2 separate regions of the Ovis aries genome follow, and region 2 is linked to region 1. Evidence: chromatin contacts called from public Hi-C data. All regions are on one chromosome and are shown on one strand. The core of a region is the stretch at or near the end of the contact, and the rest is flanking DNA. Distances in the headings are between cores, read along the strand shown.

Region 1 (7,197 bases), core at 3,162-5,661:
TCACATCATTGGCAAATGTTTTCTTCTAGTACATAGGTTGTCTTTTTGTTTTGTTTATCATTTCCTTGATGTACAGAAGCTTGTGCATTTGATTAGGTCCCATTCATTTAGTTTTGCTTTCATTTCATTTTCCTTGGGAGACTGACCTAAGAGAATATTGCTACAATTTATGAGAAAGAATGTTTTGCCTGTGTTCTCTTCTAGGAGTTTTATGGTATCATGTCTTTATATTTAAGTCTTTAAGTAATTTTATTTCTGTGTATGGTGTGAAGGAGAGTTCTAACTGCATTGATTTACATGCAGCTGAAAAAATTGACACTTTTATAGTGCTAAGTCACCTCCTTCAAGAACTTTGCATGTCTTTCCATTTATTCACACCTCTGTTAGCATTTTAGTTTTCTCCCTAGAAGTCTTCTGTATTCTTGGTTAAGTTAAGCCCTACATACTAAATTCAAATCCCAATCTGCTTTTTTTGCCAATTGTATGGGCCGCTCAACGATGCATCCTTCTGCCATCAGGAACCTTACCTGGGTTTGTTCCTGGAACGTGAAGAATATGCAGCAGTGACGCTGAGTTTTCTCTCATTAGTCACATTTGTAACCAGTAGTGAAGGGAAGGAGAAAACAGGAGTAAGACTAGCAGAGAAGGAAGTCCTGTTTGTTGCTCCCTACACTTCTTTACTGAGGAGGTGATCGCACCAGTGTCAGTCATCTAGACTGTCACCGATTTTGCCCTTTGTTATTACAAAGAACAAGAGTCTTCCCTGGGCAGGAATGTTGCCCCCTTAATGCGTATCTCCTCAGTCTCCATGTCCTGTCGCATCTTACGTTTGGTACAGTTGTGAGATTTACGCCCCAAAGGCTCTGTGAGAACTGGTTCATTCTCCTTTGAAGTGAGCCCAGGTCAGAAGCAGGAGGAGGCGCCAGGAAGGAACCTGTTCTCAGCCCCCTTCCTGTTGTCCTGTCCTCCCACTAGAGGGACAGTTGGAAAGCTGAGAACTTGTCAGAGAGAGTACATGGTCCAGTCAAGAGATCCAGGGAAAGGCAGGCTGTTCTAGTGTGAGTTTGTCTTTACCAGCTTTGAAGTTTTAAATAATAAATGTCACTGCCTACTTAGCTGTGGAAAGATTAGCTTGTTTGTGGAAATGGTGCTCTCCCGCTGCTTTGCCAGCTGTTTGGAAGCCGACAGACTGAGACAGAGAGGGCTGTCTCCTAATCTTGGCTTCCAGTGGCATGTCCCTTAGTGTATTAACTCAGATCCCCTGGGCCAATCGAGTGGTTTCAGAGGGATATGCCTGAGTTGCCCTAGGTGTGCCTTCTTGTGCACTTCTGACCCCAGCTGGCTTTTCAGAGGGACATTGCAGCCATTTCCTTGCTTCCTCCTCTTGTTGAATATGTTCCTGTGCTTTAACCTGAACCTTTCGCTAGACTTAATATCTGTGCTTTTACGGATATACTAATGTGCAGGCAAGTGCCCACGGCCAGTTGGAATGGACTTCCAGCTAGGCTAGAAAGACTTTAAAAAGTACCCTCCCTTCTCCCCAGAAGAAGGAAATATAGTTCTCCCTCTTTTATTTCCTTGTTTTAATCCCTTCATTCCTTCCAGTTTGTTCTTAACCTAATACTTTAGCAAGACTCCTTTTTATCTGCATAATGCTTAAGAACCCACTTCAGGTTGCCAACTTGTCATTCACACCAGAGCTGAGAGGAAGAGCAGTGATTGGAGAAAGTTTGCAAAGTTGGAATTAGGATCTGTAGGGTGTGGACATGGAATCTCTGAACCTCATTCCAAAGGTTTGACACATTTGTATTTTTGCTTATTATGAAAATAATATGAACTCATTGTGAAACATTAAGGAAATGTAGCAAGGATTTTCAAAAATTCAATAAGAATCATCTATAATTTCATCTCTAGAGATACTTCTTCCTTGCTTTTTCTTCTTTCATGATGTCTTACGTTTATTTTGCCAATGTCAGTATGTATTTCTACTTAACTGACATTATACTGAACATACTTGTTGGTATTCTGCTTTTAAAAATTCACAAGCGTTTTCTCAGATGCTGAGTTGTTTATAAATATTATTTGTAATGGTTGTTGCATGCTCTGTCATAAGAGTGCATCCTGATTTGTGGAACTATTTCCTGTCATTGGTCTTGAATGTCCTTTCCAGAGTTCTGCTTTTGTGAATGACATCAGGGTGAGCATCCTTGTACATCCGTCTTTGTACACATTTCACGTAACTTCACATGGGACAGTCCTAATGGATGAGCTGGGAGAGCTGTTTCCTGGTGAATACAGTTCCTGGTGAACTGGGAGGGTACTGTGTGAATGATGCAGATTATCCTGCAGGCCTGCTGGCCGTGAAACCACGGCTCAATGCTGGGCCTCTCTAAGCTTCTCTTTCCCTGTTTGTGAAATGAGGATAAATCACAACCCTACCTCATAACCTTGCTGTGAGCATAAAAGCCCAACACAATATCTGGTCTATTAGTGAATAAGTGCCTAATTACTGTGGTTATTATCCTTGTTGTTATCTGGTCATACCAATTACTCTCCCATATGAGGAAGAAAGAAGTCACTGGGTTAGGGGAGCCACTTCTGAGCGGAGCAGGGGAAGAGAACAAAGGGCAGAAGCCAACACCCCTGCTGTTGGGGGCTGGAGGCCAGCCTGTGTTAATCCACTGAATCCTCTGGATCCTCATGACTGCATTTCTCAAAGTAGGGGATGCACACTGCTGGCGACAGCCCAGATCGTTTTGTATGCTGCTGCTGCTGCTAAGTTGCTTCAGTCGTGTCCGACTCTGTGCGACCCCATAGACGGCAGCCCACCAGGTTCCCCCATCCCTGGGATTCTCCAGGCATGGACACTGGAGTGGGTTGCCATTTTCTTCTCCAATGCATGAAGGTGAAAAGTGAAAGTGAAGTCGCTCAGTCGTGTCCGACTCTTAGTGACCTCATGGACTGCAGCCTTCCAGGGATTTTCCAGGCAAGAGTACTGGAGTGGGGTGCCATTGCCTTCTCCGTTTGTATAGGACCAGACAAATGTTTTCAATTGCCTTTTAAATTTATGTATTTATTTAATGTGTATTGACTGGGGACCAGCCCACAAGTAAACATAACTTCTCCCTGCCCCACCCAGGTTTCTAAATGTTACTGCTTAGCACAGGGGTCAGGTTTTTCAGGAAAGGAGTAGATTTTTGGATTTGTGGTGCTATTTCACTCTGCTTTGATGGTCTGAAAGCAGCCATAGACAATGTGGAAACAAAGGGGGTGGTGTTATTTATAAAACAGGCAACAGTGAGTTTAGTCCATTAACTACAAGTTTGTTAACTCAGCGTGATACAAAGATAGGTTTTTAAATATTCATCTCTTCAAGACAGCATGGGGTTATGGCAGGGAGCACGAGTGTGGTGCGTGGATGGGTACTACTGCAGAAATGCTATTCACAGCAAGCGAGTTACAAGTGAGCAAACAGGCTTAAGGATGGCAAGGTACCAGAGCTAAGTCTGCCCGATTGCCAAGATCATTTCCCCTACCATTCTTGATGTGCGTGAGATCTTTGCTCTGCCCTGCCATCTGTCATTTTGTGGGCAACCCAGTGCGACTGGAAAGAGTTTCATCATCAATTTCCAATACTTAATCTGCCCAGCAGTTTGCCATTGAGGGGCCATCCCTTGTTCCTTCTTAGTGAGCCTCCTCCAGAGCCATCTGTGGCTCTTCACACGTCACATAGGATGCTGGGAGAATCAGAGTCACATATTTCAGTGACTCAAGCTTCCCAGGTGCAGAGCTGCAACATGACCCATTACTCTCCCACGGACTTTGACAACACAACCACAGCTGCTTTATATGTTGTTTCTGTTATATACACTCGTTCTCTCGGCTGTTACTCAGATTAGACTCCATAATGTTGCTGGATCAAAGCACTTCTTGTTTCATGAGGATAAGATTGAGGACAAGGAGAGAGATGGGAGGGGCATCATTACCTTTCTCTGTTTGCCCATTGCCCTGTTCTGGTTTCTGCATTCCCTTCATCCTCTGCCTCAGCTTCCATTGATCGTAAAGCAGAAAAAGAGATTGAGTCTTGAAGCTCTCAGGGCAGGAAGATCTGATGGGACCACATGGGTCACTGTTTTTAAAATGTTCTGAAGTCTTTAGCCATCACTAAAAAGCTAGCAGTCTCACGAAAGCAGCGAAGGACAGGAGAGCAGCTTTTTTTTCTTTTGCTTCCAATCACCTTTGGCCTTTTGCTTTGAGAACACCCCCAGTTGAGAGGCTGGAGAAGACAGCCGCGAGTAGCCAGGATCCCTGTGGGATCAGAGCCATCCAGCGGCTGCCAGATCTCCACTGGTTGGTGGCTTATAAATAGAACATTTCCCCTCTTAAACCTGAGAAGGATGGATGCATTAGTGGGGATGGTGGCCTGGCCTCCTATGTGCTGGCCCACGAGGGAGTCAGCTGAGTACACCTTCCCCTCCAGCTTTCTCTCTACGCCTGCCAGCCAGAGTTGATAGAAGACAGGCGTGCATTCCCTTCCCGCTGCCCCCAGCCCCTCTTGGCCCTTCTTCTTTCCCTTTTCCCTCCATGGCAGCTTTTTGTCACCACTACTTTCTTCTCCTGAGCCACGGTAGGATAAGATGGTCTCCTGCTCCCTCACTGAAGTGCTGGCCCCCAGCCTGCTTTTCCTTACGAGTTGTGAGCATGGCGCAGCTGCTCGCTGTGGAGAGTGGCAGCAGCCGGCATGAGCGCTGGGGGCCAGAGGGAGAGGAAGGAGAAGGAATGGATTGTTTTCTCTGAGATGCTATTCTCTGGGTTCCCAGCCCTTTGCTTTGGTGACACCCCACCCCTCAAGGACATGGCTGACGGGGTACTCCTCAGACTTGCCTGTGCAGTCAGAAGACTCTCGGCTCGTCCTCAAATCTCTCCTCTCCTCAGCCAGCCTTAGACTGACAAACGCAGCCAGTGCGTGACTTCGTTGTGGCCTGATATCCCCTTCCCCTCAGCCATGTGGGCTCTGGACAGACAGTAGGCTGCCGCCTGGCAGGTGCCCACCACCCCTTGGCATCCCAGTTTGGGCTTCAACCAAGGAGCCGCGAGCAGGTCCCTGGCAACATCCTTAACTCTTAAAGCCCAGTGCAAGGGGCTGTGGAGAGAGACTGATTTTCCTCACTGGCACCAAGTACAGGCTCTTGATCAATGAAATCATTAGTGATAAACATTATCATTAGTACATACTGTGTCCCAGGCAATGTGCTTATTGTCTGACCTACATTATATTGTTTGATCTTTGTAAGAACCCTGTGAAGCAGATGGTAGTATTGACCCCATTTACAGATGAGAAAACTGAGGCTTCATCCTAAGTGCAAGCTTGTAGTTACTCAAGATCATTCCTTCCCCCCATAATCAGTGTTCAGTGTGCACCTCTCATTCAGCATGTAAGATTTTGTGAAAGCTGTCAAGTACTGTTCCCCACAGTGGGGGGCAGTTTGAGTAGTGGTTGGGAATGTTAATTCTGGAGTATTATTACACATGTGTTTGGGATCCCAGCCTCATGGCTTATTGAATTTGTGACTGTGGAAAATTAATTTCTCCAGACCTCAGTTTCTTTATCTGTAAAATGAGGATAGTCTTACTGTCTACATCATTGGTTTTTTTGAGAGTATCAAATGAGAATAAACTGGAAATTCTTTAATCAGTGGTGCTTGGTATTCTAAGCAGTCATTAAATGTTGCTCTCTGCTGTTATTATCAATAACATCATCATTAGCTGAAACGAGAGGCTATTTATATAAAGCCTGACACTGGATAGTTTTCTTTCAGAGTGCCTTCACATGCATTGCTTTTTTAAATTTCTACTGTGCTTGATCTTCAAGATGAGAAAAAGGGTCCGAGAGGTGATGTATTTCCACATCATACAATATCATGGTGATTCCAGGTGCAAATCTTAGGCCTCAGATTCTGAATGGCATCTCCTTCCCTGCCTTCTACCACCCTGGAGTTTGATGTGTCTGAAAAATAGCTAAACCGTTTCTAGGGCAGATAAGGTAGAGGATGCGTAGTCAGAGGCAGGAAGGGATCTAGCTGGACAGAGGAGATTGGTTTTCCACTTGAAACACATCCACCTTCGGAAAGCTGGCACTGATCTCTCTTGGTTGAGAAATCAGAGCATAGCCACCCAGGCCTCGAGGTAGAAAGGAATTGAGGCCACTGGACTGTAAGTCATTCTTGGGATGTCCGGAGTCCCAGGTAGGAGACAAATGGTTCTGATTAAGATGGTTCACATTACCAAGGCGTGTGTGCAGCCTTGCTTCTTTGCAGCTGTCTGATCAGGAATTTTAAGGTAGACGAGGAGATTGCAGATGTCAAAACCCACAAGGAAACTGTCCTTCCTCCATCCTTCCGCCCCATGCTGGTCTGCAGTTCTCAGCTGTACTGTGCAGAAACCCGCCTGCTGCCGCTTTGGCTGCCTCTGTCTGGCTGAGAACTGGAACATCTGAGACTTGCAGGTTTATTCCAAGCCAGGCAGGGTTTTCATCTCTTCCTCTGCTACCTGTTTAACTTGCTTTACTCTCCGTCCTTCTCGGCTTATTTTTCTTAATGTGTGTCTATGGAAACCATGAGAAAAGATTGGAGAAGGCAATGGCACCCCACTCCAGTACTCTTGCCTGGAAAATCCCATGGACGGAGGAGCCTGGTGGGCTGCAGTCCATGGGGTCGCTGGGAGTCGGACATGACTGAGCAACTTCACTTTCACTTTTCACTTTAAGCATTGCAGAAGGAAATGGCAACCCACTCCAGTGTTCTTGCCTGGAGAATCCCAGGGACGGGGGAGCCTGGTGGGCTGCCGTCTATGGGGTTGCACAGAGTTGGCCATGACTGAAGCGACTTAGCAGCAGGGAAGAAAATCCTGATTGGTGGTATTCATGCACAGAGGTCAGGGGGTGAATGAGAGCCCTATCAGTGCTATCTGTTCTGCAGTTCCCCAGCAGACCCCTGTACTCTGGAAGGTACCAGGGTTCAGTCAGCTGCTCCCCACTGAGGTTCCTGGAGTGTAGGAACTTCTTTACCTATTGATTTCTTGGTGTCTCTGCTGTGGGTTGTATTTGTTGCTTCCTTCAGGAAATGTATATTGAAGCTACGGTAGTGAACAACGCAGATGAAGTCCCTGAATGAGAGCAGGGACCCCAAACAGTCAGCT
Region 2 (7,197 bases), core at 1,691-4,190, 170 kb after region 1:
AAAGGCAGGAGATTGCCGTTCCCCCTGCCTGGTGTCCCACCCCACCGACCCGCACTTGCTGATGTCTCCTGGCCCCCACTGGGTCCACTGTGAGTTCCCTGGAGAGCCTTCCCTGACCCCTTTGCCCTTGACTACACAGATTTCCCAAGCTGTCAAAGTAGCCAGGGCCAATGTCTGTCACTAGATTTCTGTCATTGACACAAGTACAGCTGCCACCATCCTTCCAGGGCTCCAGTGGTGCCAGTGAGCTGAGTGAGATGTTCACATTTTCTCACTATCAGCCCCTTTGTGTCCCTAGTGGCTCAGCGGTAGAGAATCTGCCTGCAGTGCAGGATAGTTGGATGTGATCTCTGGGTTGGGAAGATCCCCTGGTGAAGGAAATGGCAGCCCACTCCAGTATTCTTGCCTCGGAAGTCCCATGGACAGAGGAGCCTGGCAGGCTACGGGGTCACAAAAGAGTTGGACCCAATGACTAAACAACAAGCCAGGAGGCAGCCTGCTATGACCTCATTTTTCAAATGGGGGAACTGAGGCTCAGAAAGGTTATCTCCCCTGCGCTAGGTCACATAGTGTGCACAGAGCAGACCAAGAAATGCATCCCATGGCTCCAGGATGCTGAGCCCACCACACCCCGCTTACCTAACTGCAGAATAATCTTCTGTTTAGATGCGAAGTTTCCTCACTGGGCTGGACCTTGCTGCTTTGCAGCATCCAATCTTTCCCAGCATCATGGAGGTGTTTAGTAAATAGTTGTTGGGTAGATAAGCAGGTGAAGCAGCAAGGAGAGAGCTGTGTGACCCCAAGTGTGAACAGTAGTCGTGTCAGCTTCTCAGACCAGACCACGACCACGTGTGATGCTTTTCGTGATCGTGGCTTTCTCATCTTTTGGCGACGCTCCCTCCCCTGCATGCTGCCCTTGCGACTCAGAACAGACAGTGAGCCGTGGTTGGAGTCAGGTTCCTGGCATCACCTCCCCTCTACCTGGGGCAAAGCTCACAGAAGGGAGGCAGGGTCCTTACTTCCAGGCTGTAAGGTGGCCACTTCAAAAGGATTCAGAGGGAGACATCTTGGGGTTTCTTCAGCTTTTCTTGCCTCGGGCTATTTGCCGCCAAATAGCCCTTTTTAAAAAAATCTGGAGTTACTTCCAGTGTTTGGAAAATTCACATTTGATTTGTTAATATGGGGAAAGTTCTGTGCTGAATTTTTTTCATCCCTATTCTTGAGACTAAATATAGGCATCTCTCCTGTTTCCACTTCCTCCCCCGACTCCACCCTCCCCTCTCAGCCTGGGCTTTGTCCCCAGCTACTCTGCTGACACTGCTTCTCACCAGGTCACCAGCGTCTGCCCTGTCAAACCTTGAGGATCCTTCTCAGCCCCCACCTTGCTTCATTGCTGGCAGTATGGGGCATGGTCAGTGGACCCCTCTGTTTAAAGTCCTCTCTTGGCTTGTCTTGGGTGGCACCACACTCTCTTGATTTTCTTGCTTGCTCTCTGCCTGTCTCTTCTGAGGGTTCCTTTTCTCTTAAAAATTATTTCTTCTTAACTCTTCAGTGAATCACATCATTTTCTGTGGTTCCAGTTGCCAGCAACCTGCTGAAGACTCTCTGTATCCCGATCTTCTGCCTGTTCCCATGTGTCTGCCTTAGACCCATGTTGTCCAGTTGTCTGCCAAGCCCAGCACCAGCCAACTTCATGCACGAATGCTTCCTCTCATAACCCTGCATTTCCTGTTTCCATGTATTTTACCACTCTCCATCGGGTGCCTGGAAACCTGGCCAGCTTCCTTTACTTCTTTTACTGACTTCTCATGAATCATCTGTTCTGTGCTTAGTCGCTCAGTTGTGTCTGACTCTTTGCGACCCCATGGACTGTAGCCCACCAGGCTCTTCTGTCCATGGGGATTCTCTAGGCAAGAATACTGGAGTGGGCTGCCATGCCCTCCTCCAGGGGTTCTTCCCAGCCCAGGGATCAAACCCAGGTCTTGCGTTGCAGGCAGATTCTTTACCAACAGCCGTCAAGGAGGCATCAGTTATCTAGACCTGTCATTTCTGGCTCTCTCATACCAGCCTGTTTGTCTCTGTCCCTCCTGCCTCCACCCTAGCCCTAGACCTTCTGGTGTTCTTTACCCTTGACTGGTCCCTCCAGCTCATGCTCTATACTGCAACCCATGGGATGTGCAAACCTGAACTCCCCTGCTTCTTTACAGTCTTGATACCCCTCCCCCACCATTGATACCATAAACTCCAGAATCCTTATTAACGGAGAGGCCCTGGGTGATACACCCCTGCTTGACCCTGTTTAAACCCTGCACTTGGGCCAACTGAACTTGTTTCACTTCCTCAACCTTACCCTGTGCCTTTTTACCTCTGGAGAATATTGTGTTATTCTCCTTCAGGGGTCACTTCCTTCGGAAAACCTTCCGTGATTCTCCCTGCTCGCCCCTGTTCTCTCTCCTAGACTGTGTAGAGAATCCCTGCGTATTAGGGAAGCGCTTACCCAGCTCCCCGTAGGGTGTAATCACAGTGTGTTGTCGTTGCCTGGTTATTTGTCTCATACACTGTGGGCCAATGATGTTTTCGCCATCATATTTCCTCAGCACCCAGCACGGTGCCTAGAACTTAGTAATACAGATTTGTTTTTTATAGGAATGAGTAAGCACATAAAATACATTGAAAAAGATTTCTGAACAATCAGTTTTGCAGAAAGTAGAACTTGTGCCCACCCCCCCTCCTTCCCCGTACTTGGGAAATGGCACTCACCTTTGAGATTTTTCAGTGGGGGTTATTTTTTTTTTTAAATTCTATAAGCACATCAAATGTTTAGCAATGCTTCAGATTCAGGAAATTGTTTAGAACTCTGCAGTGCCTTCTAGTTGAACACAGAATACAATCTCAAATGTCTATCCTGGCCTGTGTGACCTGGCTCTGACTGGTTACCTTACTTGACCTCTCCTGCCTCACGTCATATGACCATCTCCCTTGCTTGCCATGCTCCTATGCTTACTCTGTTCCTCATACAAAATACACTTCATTCTTGCCTCAGGACCTTAGCAACACCTGTTCCTGCTGCCTTAGAAGGATCTTCCCTGATCCTCACACACCCTGGCCTGCCCTGACCCTTCCAAACCCCACCCATCACTGTCTACCATCACTGTCTCCTTGTTTTATTTTCTTTATAGCACTTTTCCTCTGCAATCTTATCTTGCCTCCTAACTGACTGACTTGTTGTCCATCTCTCCTTAAGACACTCTAAACCCCATGAGAGTAAGCATCTTACTATATTATATATCACATAGTATCCCCAGCAGTCCTGGCTCACAGTACATGCTTCATAAGTATTTGTTGAATGAAACCATTTTAGTTGTGGGGGGAAAAAAAAAAAAAACTTGTTTGTTCATGAGTTAAGAATTCCTTTATCCAGAGGTAGTCATTAACACAGAAGATGTACAAGATAATTTCTCACCTGCCTGAAGTACTTGACCAAATTATCCACATAGCAACTGAGTTTTTGTAGACTCATCACCAGTTGTATCAGGCCAGAATGTCCTGAAGTTTCCTAGAAATAGAGACGAATTCTTTGCTCTCTGGATGGTGGCCTGGCCACGTCAGTTCTTAAGTAAATAGTCACTATCTTTAGCCACTCCATTCTCAGATTCAGATCCTTTGTAAGTAGTTGTTTCCATAAATCATGTCAAAGAAACGATTTTTGCAAGGTATGGCCCTCAGTTAATCATAGTGCACCCGATCCGTTACAACACAGGTCCTTTGGAAAGTTGATGCTACCACTTGCTGAAAGCATATTCCTCTAGTTTTGACTCCAGCTGAACACAACATATCGGCAACAGGAAGGCTAGTTTAGAGTTATTCTTCTTACGCCCCGTGCAGTTTAAAAGTGGCGTATGAGCCTGTTTCTTTTCCTGGATATTGCCTATCAGGGAATTTGGGCTATTCCTTGTGGCAACATAACCTCTCTAGTAAACGCCGCACTTGGCCCTGTACTTCTGGAGATGAGGGCAGAAGGTGAGTTGGGGGTAGGCCCAGAGTGAAAAACGTCCTGGAAGATTTTCTGTGATTTTCCAGAACACCAAATTTGTGTATCTGTGCTCCTTATCTGGCGATGGTTTCTGGTGGGGAATTGAGCTAATGAGTGCAGAGCTCTCTGTGACCTGCCTTGTAATGAGCCCTAAATAAATATTAACTATTCCTACTTTTCACTCATCTCAGCTGCTATTCTGGAAGGACATATGACCCTAGGCTTTGGGGCAAAACCACCAGGAGTTTGCCCCCCACCCTGAGCAGTTGCAAAACACACAATCTGTCTGTCATCTTCTGAGGAGCAGCTTGCAGAATGAGTTGGCTCTAGGCAACTCATTTCTTGAGCTCTTCTCTGCCCACACGTACCACATTTTACCCAGAGAGCAACAGCTGTACCCCAGTGGAAATTCCCCCAGGGCGCTCACTGCCTCTGGTAATGGGCAGAGCACACCAGGGGAATGGCTTCCCTCTCCCTCTCCCAGTGTCCAGCACAGGCACCCAGATACCAGTGGAAGCCCTGAGGCAACACAGCAATAACCCTGCCCCTCGCAGACATCAAAACAAGCGTTTCTTTGTGGTCTCTATACGCAGGCAGAGAATTCTGACTGGGGAGATGGTAGAAGGCAATTGGGGAAAGACTCCATTTTCTTAGTTTCAATAGAATTTTGGATAACTTGTAGTTCTTGAAAACTGTTTGTTCTGTCTCTTTTCCCCAAGGGAGCCGCGTCATTTGAAGTTACCTTTGCCCCTGGTCCAGTAAGGGGATAAGGCATTCAGATTCTGAAAGTTTCACGGAGGGAAAGGGGTTAAGGGAAAACAGCATATGTGTGTACACACTGATGGCCTGAATATTACATTATCTATTTCAACAAATAAACTTTAGACCAGATCAGTCTATCAAATACAGAGACAACATTGATCTTTCAGGAGCAATTTGCCAACTCCAAAATGCCAGCTGTCCCTTCTCGCCCGTTGGGAGTAGGAGAATGCTTCTTTTTCACTAGCTGAAATACTCATTATGAATATTTGAGCCTCCAACCCAGATTATCTTTTTTTATCAAGTATCCTTTTATCTCCCCTTTGAAAAAAGAACATGAGGAACATTCCCTCTTAAGGACATCGTACCTGCCGGAGTATCTCCGGTGTCAGTCGCAGCTGAGATGTGATGGGGGTGACTGGGCTTGTTTGCTCTCAGTGTGTGTGTCCCTACTATGTATAAGCTCATTCATTCCCTTGCTATAATTGAGTGTTCAGACTCAGCTTGCTGATTGATGGACTGGAGGAAGCCAGTAATTCTCTATTTAGGAGACGAGGCTAAGGCAGAACAAACCTCCCCTCCCTTCTCTCACCACCCCCTTATTCTGAAACGGTGCAGTGCTTCAGGGCAGGCTCCTCTTAGAGCTCTCATTTACTTTGGAATAACGATTCAAACCTAGTGCGATCTACCCCGTTTTTGTCTCAGTGGTTTGATAGGCTTGTTTGACAGAAGCAACAAAATTCATATACCCAAGAGAGGAAGAAGGGAAGGGCTGTGTGTGAGGTCAGAATGGCCCTCTGTGTGTGGGATTCTGAAGCAGCATGACCTTTGCTGGGAATAGTATGGAAATAGGTGTCAGAAGTCTCCAGATGGACTAGCCCTTTGACTCAGTCATTGCACTCCTAGTATTTATAACAAGGAAATAATCACAGGTATTTGCAAAGGTGGAGGAACTTTCATTGCAGTATTACTTATCATAACAAAATAATTTAAATGTCCAACAGTGGTGATGATTTGGTAACTATCACATAGCCATGGCCTACAGTGCAGCTATTAAAAATCTTGCTGCTGATAAACTTTATTGGCATGAGAATATTTTCATAATAAACCACTTTGTTAAAAAGAAAAGCAGAATAAAAAAGTATGTAGGTTATAGTGCCATTTTAATGGGCAAAACAAATACATATGAATGCATATATGTACCTGCAAAGGTTCTGAACCAGTCAGTGATACGTGGTACCTTTTGTCAGGTTGGTTTTCTTTCTTTTTTTTTTTTTTTTTTAGTTGTTTTTTTAATCAAAGGATAATTGCCTTAGAGTACTGTGTTGGTTTCTGCCAAACATCAACATGAATCAGCCATAGATATACATATGTGCCCTCCCTCTTGAGCCTCCTTCCTACCTCCCTCCCCATCCCTCCCCTCTAGGTTGTTACAGAGCCTTGGTTTGAGTTCCCTGAGTCATACAGCAAATCCCCCTTGGCTATCTGTTTTACAATGGTAATGTGAGTTTCCGTATTACTCTCTCCATACCTCCCAGCCTCTCCTCCATCTTCTCCGTCCGTGCCCATGAGTCTCTTCTCTATGTCTTTCTCCATTGCTGTCCTGCAGATACTTTCATCAGTGCCGCCTTTCTAGATTCCATATATATACATTATTATGCACTATTTGTTTTTCTTTTCCTGACTTACTTCACTTTGTATAACAGGCTCTGGGTTCATCCACCTCATTATAACTGACTCAGGTGTGTTCCTTTTTAGGCTGAGTAGTATTCTATTGTATATATGTACCACAGCTTCTTTATCCATTCATCTGTGAATAGACATCCAGGTTGCTTCCATATCCTAGCTATAGTAAATAGTGCTGCAATGAACATTGGGGTACATGTGTCTTTTTCAGTTTTGGTTTCCTCAGGGTATATGCCTAGTGGTGGGATTGCTGGGTCATATGATGGTTTTATTCCTAATTTTTTTAAAGGAATCTCCATACTGTCTTCCATAGTGGCTGTATCAATTTACATTTCCACCAACACTGCAAGAGGGTTCCTTTTTCTCCACACCCTCTCCAACACTTATTGTTTATAGACTTTTTGGTGATGGCCATTCTGACTGATGTGAGGTGATACCTCATTGTAGTTCTGATTTGCATTTCTCTAATAATGAGCAAAAATTGTTGAGCATACTTGCTTGTGTTTATTAGTCATCTGTATGTCTTTGGAGAAATGTCTTTTTAGGTTTTTCCCCGGAGAAGGCAATGGCACCCCACTCCAGTACTCTTGCCTGGAAAATCCCATGGACGGAGGAGCCTAGTAAGCTGCAGTCCATGGGGTTGCTGAGGGTTGGACACGACTGAACGACTTCACTTTCACTTTTCACTTTCATGCATTGGAGAAGGAAATGGCAACCCA

Evidence for each region. A called contact is a pair of places that touch in the nucleus more often than the background predicts.
Region 2: a Hi-C map of muscle shows a contact between it and region 1, with 2.4 times the contacts expected there. The contact joins two enhancer-like sites. A contact is called at or near these places in 2 of 16 Hi-C or Micro-C datasets (liver and muscle).

The regions. Positions count from the first base shown.
Region 1 is chr5:51,724,585-51,731,781 of ARS-UI_Ramb_v3.0, forward strand. All of the region lies in intron 12 of ARHGAP26 (Rho GTPase activating protein 26), which reads left to right. Among named protein-coding and RNA genes, the nearest start is that of ARHGAP26, 270 kb to the left of the region's middle. Within about 2 kb of position 4,412, at least 4 of the 54 cell types and tissues checked have an H3K27ac peak or open chromatin away from gene starts, as enhancers often do. A contact at or near this core is called in muscle, where this site is marked.
Region 2 is chr5:51,892,736-51,899,932 of ARS-UI_Ramb_v3.0, forward strand. The region is part of intron 20 of ARHGAP26 (Rho GTPase activating protein 26); the gene reads left to right. Among named protein-coding and RNA genes, the nearest start is that of NR3C1, 220 kb to the right of the region's middle. Within about 2 kb of position 2,941, at least 7 of the 54 cell types and tissues checked have an H3K27ac peak or open chromatin away from gene starts, as enhancers often do. A contact at or near this core is called in muscle, where this site is marked.